Regions from separate parts of the Hordeum vulgare genome. Here region 1 is linked to region 2. A link is a contact called in public Hi-C data. All regions are on one chromosome and are shown on one strand. Each heading gives the region's core, a stretch centred on a gene start, on an enhancer-like site or on the middle of the called end of the contact. The rest is flanking DNA. Distances are from core to core; before and after follow the strand shown. Region 1 holds the start of LOC123444060 (ras-related protein RABA1f-like). Region 2 overlaps LOC123444058 (peroxidase 19-like).

What was found. Hi-C and Micro-C count contacts between places; a contact is called where the count stands out from the background.
Region 1: a contact with region 2 is called in a Hi-C map of seedling, with 3 times the contacts expected there. The contact joins the promoter of LOC123444060 here to the enhancer-like site in region 2. A contact is called at or near these places in 1 of 6 Hi-C or Micro-C datasets (seedling) and 1 of 1 datasets of contacts at active chromatin or transcription factors (embryo).

Annotation. Positions count from the first base shown.
Region 1 is chr3H:420,036,521-420,039,680 of MorexV3_pseudomolecules_assembly, forward strand. It overlaps LOC123444060 (ras-related protein RABA1f-like), which reads right to left and starts at 1,270. Exons shown (of 2, transcript XM_045120666.1): 1 at 696-1,270; 2 at 1-295. The coding sequence starts at 919. LOC123444061 (probable E3 ubiquitin-protein ligase ZFP1) reads right to left here. Exons shown (of 8, transcript XM_045120667.1): 6 at 2,293-2,376; 7 at 2,028-2,051; 8 at 1,834-2,026. The coding sequence ends at 1,979.
Region 2 is chr3H:419,496,261-419,499,231 of MorexV3_pseudomolecules_assembly, forward strand. It overlaps LOC123444058 (peroxidase 19-like), which reads left to right. Exons shown (of 3, transcript XM_045120662.1): 3 at 1,043-1,883. The coding sequence ends at 1,618. Among protein-coding and RNA genes, the nearest start is that of LOC123444058, 8.5 kb to the left of the region's middle. Within about 2 kb of position 1,486, at least 3 of the 3 cell types and tissues checked have open chromatin away from gene starts, as enhancers often do. A contact at or near this core is called in seedling, where this site is marked.

The DNA of each region.
Region 1 (3,160 bases), core at 20-2,519, 540 kb after region 2:
GCCCAGCACCTCGGTGAAGGCGTCCTCCACGTTGGTGGCCTCCAGCGCGGACGTCTCCATGGAGAAGGTGCGGTGGCGCTCCGCGAAGGCCCTGGCCTCCTCCGGCGAGACGGCCCTGAGGTGGCGCAGGTCCGCCTTGTTCCCGACCAGCATCACCACGATGTTGGCGTCCGTGTGGTCGCGCAGCTCCGTCAGCCACCGCTCCGCGTTCTCGAACGTGATGTGGCGCGTCACGTCGTACACCACGAGCGCGCCCACGGCGCCCCGGTAGTAGGCGCTGGTGATGGCCCGGTACCTAGATAGAGAGAGAGAGAGAGAGCCGCATGCAGGTGCAAGCGCGACGCACGTACGTAAAGTGATCAATCAACTTGGTACTGGTGTTAAATGTGGAAATGCTGTTACAAGCAACCAAAAAGAGGCACATTGCATAGCTAAAGATACTTGCGAATGACATGTACAGTTCAGAATGAGTTCATGCTATTGAAATCACAAGCATGGCGAGGGGAAACAAGCCGTCGCAAGTCCTTGAGTTAGTCGATTACTGCTGTACGATCGATCAAGGTAAACTAAACTGAATCGACGACGAGGCGAGCGGCGGAAGAAAGAAAGAGCAAGAGGTGGACAGGCGGAGCAATACCGCATACAGGTGGCGGGCATAACAAAAGAAGAAAGAGCGAGAGGCGGGCATGTGGTACCTTTCTTGGCCGGCGGTGTCCCAGATCTGCGCCTTGACGAGCTTGCCGTCGACGCGGACGGTCTTGGTGGCGAACTCGACGCCGATGGTGGACCTGGTGTCGAGGCTGAACTCGTCCCTGGCGAAGCGCGACAGCAGGTTGGACTTGCCCACGCCGCTGTCCCCGATCAGCACCACCTTGAACAGGTAGTCGTACTCCTCCTCCGCGCGATACGCCACCGCCATCCCCCCTCCTGCTTCTGCGTCGCCGCTGCTCGATCGACCGACGGTTTCCTACGATTTGATCTTGATTTGATCTCGCCCCCCTTCCCGCGCGCCTCCCCTCTCCTCTTCTTGAGCTAAATAGAGCCGCGATAGATACAAAGGCAACGCGGTGCGGTGCGGTGCGATGCGATGAGGCGCGGCGCGTCTCTCTTCTTTCCAGTTGGTTTCGCTTTGGGGAAAAGTATCTCAGGGGGGCTGGGGTGGGAAGGGAAGAAGAGGTCGCGGCGGATGGTGTTGGTTTCGTGGGAGGTGGAGAAGGCCAAGCGAGAGATGACGACGACCATCGATCGACCCGTTGTCCCGGTCCTGGCTTCGTCTCCGTGACCGACCGGGCATGCATCTCTGTACATACATGTGTCAACGACTCCCTCATCTCGCAAAACGATACGTGGAAAATTGAATTTGCGAATATAAGCATGTGCCAGCCTTGACCTGGCTTAGTGTGGTAGCATTCCATTTGCTTCTCCTTTCATTTTCGTGTGCTCGTTTGGCAGTTGCCGCGACTTGCTAGCTGGGATCCTTCCCAGCAAGATTCTCTCCATCAAGTACGACGCATTATTAGCTAGCTAAATAATAAACATTAGGCCAAGAGTTCTAGGGCAAAACTATCTTTTACTTGCACGGTAAAACCACTGAGAAAAAAAAACATGTCTCTGTAAAAAATGAAACAGTGGCAGAATATACACATGTATAATGCACTAAAATTAAGACTAATACTATTACAGATTACAAATAGCAGCGAATCTAAATCCCGGGCTTCTGTTTTTCATCCCAAGTTTGTCTCTCGTGTTTCGACCAAGAACAAACTCATCTATCATTAAGTACACAACATTGTCTTACAAAAACATAAATACCCAAAGCACTAATAGCAAGCATTCAACTGCTGAAAAACTCTTTACTCGGCTCTCTTATCAGCTCTCTTAAATACAGTAAGATTTAGTAATGTACACAGGGAACACACATTTCTGTTTGTTTTAAAGTAACCAACATATATACAGTGTAGTTTCTAGAGATGACACTCTAAGAGTTACTTTCCGATCCACCATATGATACACTGTATGTATGGACAACTGAGTAATAATTTATAAACATTCTACATTTGAATAGAACGATCAACGTTATGTCTGTACAGTTTTTGGAAGCTGAGTTACTCCCCTCACTCACAGGTGAACAACAAATACAGGTAGCAGAATAGTCTACCGCTTCTTATGTACAAAATTGAGCTCAATGTTTGTCGGAAGCAAATAACTGATAAAGATTAATCCTGTTTGTTATCCACTTCTTCTACCCGCAGACAAAGCTGTCGTCTTGCAGACGGGGCATAGGTTCTTTACCGTCAGCCACTGTTTTACGCACTCCGCGTGGTATCTGTGACCACAATCCAGGACTCCAATGCAGTCCTCAGGATGGTACTCCTCCTGCAACATACATAGAGCACACTTCTTTAGAACTACAAGTTGGAATAGATCGGATGCGGTGAGTGTGAAACCAGATTCTCCTGTCATGAACCATCCTGCAAAGTATACATGTTCACACATATCTTCAGGCAGTTGATTCAAGTTGGACAGTATCCAGATTCAAGTTGGGCAGTATCAGTGGCTCCATGTTTCTAAAAGAAGGCTCTCCTATCTTATATCTAATTGATAAATTCCTAATTTATATTTAAATGATACAATTCTAACTTAAGATAAAAGGGTTTATATCACTTGATTGGAACCATGAGCCTAGCACATGGGTGACCGACCCCCATGATATCGCCTTTCTAAATCCAATCGATATTTATAAAGAAGCATGGGTGGCCATATACCAAGCACTGCTATTCTTTAGTAACTTCGTTCTACATGATCATCACCATGCATCGTGTTAGGAAAGCAACTTATCTCTATTGAAGGCCCAGGGGGCATATATATATAACACAAGATTTGAGGTGCAAGGAAAGTAAACATAGACTAATAGGACTCCTAGACCAATACTAATACTTCCTAACAACCCCCCACAAATGCAAAGCGTATGCAATAGCATTGCATTCAATAGCATTGCATTTGAAGAAGCATAATACTAAAAAAAATGATAATCCAAATCCACGTCTTGAGAGTGTCATCGTATCATGAAGAGTCTTCAAAACCCGTCAAGTTAAGCCAAAGGGGATAACAAAGAAATGGCACATCAGAGGAAGACACCGCATCACTTGAAGATACAACA
Region 2 (2,971 bases), core at 236-2,735:
TTTTCTGCAGGTAGGTGGGCATTTTTTGACTTGAATACTTGTTTAACATTTTTTAAATTCTTGATTAACATTTCCCAAATACTTTCTAAAATTCTTTTTAAACATATTATTTTTTGAGTAAATGATCAAAGTTTTTCACACATATTGCATATATTTTGTATACATTTGTTGTCTACATGAGAAACATTGTTTCTACACATATATCATTTTTAAATGGGTTAATATTTATTTTTTAAAAACTAAAGTTTTTTATAATATATTAGTTTATATTATTTGGACATATAAACAGAAGTAAAAAAATAAAAACTTGGAAGAAAAAAACAATGTTGTGGCCTCCCGCACTTGGGCTGGCCTTTTAGAGAGGCATCTGACATAATAGCACGCTATGGCCCTGTTTGGATACTCTAACTCGGTTAGAGGTTAGAGTTAGATTTTAACCCTGGACTAACTTTGAACTAACTCTAACCAAAGAGGTATTTGGATGATAGGGTTAGATTATTAATAAAAGCGTTTTTTCCAATCATTTGGTTTCTTTAACTAGGATTTGGTGTGGTGGAAGTAGAGTGAAAAGTAACTTTTTCTGGGTCCCACCTAACACTAACCCAAATAAGCATTTTTTGGATGGGTTAGTTTTTTTAGACAACTCTAACCCTCTTATTTGAATGTTTTGGGGTTATTTTGGTTCAATCTAACCAACTATAACTCTAACTCATGGGTCCAAACAGGGTCTATGTCTCGCTAACCTGCGGACAAGATGCTAAATAGAATTTGCGCTTGCTGTTGTAGAGTTGCAATAAAAGAGGACCTGCCATTCTTTTCCTCAAAAACAAAGTAGAAATAAACTGACTCATCATGCCTAAAAAATACTTCCTCAATCCGAAATTACTTGGATAAAAATAAATATAAATGAATGTTTTTAAAATTAAAATATATCTAGGTACATCCATTCGTACAATAAGTATTTCCGGACGGAATGAGTAATACTGCTTGGTCAACATGGCTCAGGAAAGAAATTAACTGAAGGCGGTGATTTTGTGTGCAGGCAGGAGGGCCCTACTACGCGGTGAAGAAAGGAAGGAAAGACAGCAAGGTGTCCCTGGCTGGCAAGGTGCGCGGCAGCCTCCCCCACGCCAACTCCACGGTGGACGAGCTCCTCCGCGTGTTCGCAGCCAAGGGCCTGGGGGCCGCCGACCTGGTGGCACTGTCCGGCGCGCACACCATCGGCTTCGCGCACTGCGCCCATTTCCTGGGCCGCCTCTACGACTTCCGCGGCACCCGGCGGCCGGACCCCTTCATGGACGCGCGGCTCGTGAAGGCGCTGCGCATGACCTGCCCCTACACCGGCGGCAGCGCCCGCGCGGTGGTGCCGTTCGACGTGAGCACGCCCTTCCAGTTCGACCACGCCTACTACGCCAACCTGCAGGCCAGGCTGGGCGTCCTGGGCTCCGACCAGGCCCTGTTCCTGGACGCGCGGACCAGGCCGCTCGTGCTGGAGCTCGGCGCCGACAAGGCCCGCTTCTTCCGGGCCTTCGTCGCCAGCATGGACAGGATGGGCTCCATCCGGGTCAAGAAGGGCAAGAAGGGGGAGGTCAGGAAAATCTGTAGCCACCACCTGTAGATGATGGTCGGTTGTTATTATTATACGGGAATTGATAAGCTCATCTCAGATCTGTTCACGGCTACACGCGGAGTTTGCACAGAGCTCACAAGGGATTTCGTTCCTCTTTTCTTGTGTGTGTCATCGTAAACGTGATCCTGATAGCTAGTGCAGGAAATATGTGCATGTGTGTCTTGTTTTGTTCCCCTCCTTGTGCGTTTCAACAGGCGCACGTCTCCCTGTTAAGTCGGTGGCCTCCTATTTGTTTGATACTATTGTTAACACATGAACACGTGTACCCTTGACATTGAGATGATGCTCACGTTAAAAGAGATCTGATCGACACCACGATACACAAGACTTGAAAACCTGAAACCTCACGCGTCTGGAAGAGACCCCGCGTGGACGCACGATGGCTATGGACTGCCCTAGGACGAACGAGGAAGAAAGAACAAGGAAGAGATGTACAAACTTGGATAAAAAATAGTAGATTTATTTATTCGATTGTGTGTTGTTTCAATCAACCGACACCTCCACTTTATATAAGAGGTGCCTGGACTTTCCGTATAAGTAAATGATTTATCTAGGTTTTTCTTACATTTTTTTTTTACATCAATTCACGTTCTAGAGTTCTAATCTCTTCCACCCGTACCCTCCACGTCGCCTCCCCGGGCGAGGCGACCGGGGCAGCCCCTTCTCCCCCCGCCACCAAACCTCCCCACCCTCCCTCCCTCTCGCCGTTGTTGTCAGTAGGCGCGGCCGGGCGCTTGCTCGCGCGGCGTCGTGAGGCTGACGTTGGCGGCCCTCTTCCTTTTCCCGTCGCGTTTCCCGTCTCGGGCGACGAGTTTCAGTGGCGGTGGGCGGCACAAAGGCGGTGCGGCCCCTTGGCGGCTGGTTGCGGGGCTTGGCCGATGGCGCCATGCTAGCCCAAATATGGGACCGTAGGGCCTTGACCTGGGTCGGGGTCGGCCAGTTCGGTCCCTCACGGGTGGTCCCCGGTTGGTCTGGCGCGTTACGGGCGATGAGGCGGCGGCTACTATGCCGCGTCTGCTGCAATGCGGTGGCGGGGGCTTAACGAGCCCGATCTAGGCCCGACTGGGCAGTTGGTCTAACATGCCCCTGCTCCTATTTCTGGTCTGCTATTGCTGGAGCAGGTGGAGGTTGTCCCCTCCCACGCAGTTGTGGTACTGGTGGTCCCTGTCTACAGTGGTTGTGTCTTAGTCCAACCGGCCTCGCTGCGTTTGTTGTGATGAGACGACGGTGGTGTTACCGTGAATGTGGCGGCGCATGTTGGTGGGTGGTTGGCATGGTGGAGCTAAGGGTTGGTCCTCAACGATGGGTGCGAGGGGTCAGGAGAAATCTTTGTTGGATCTC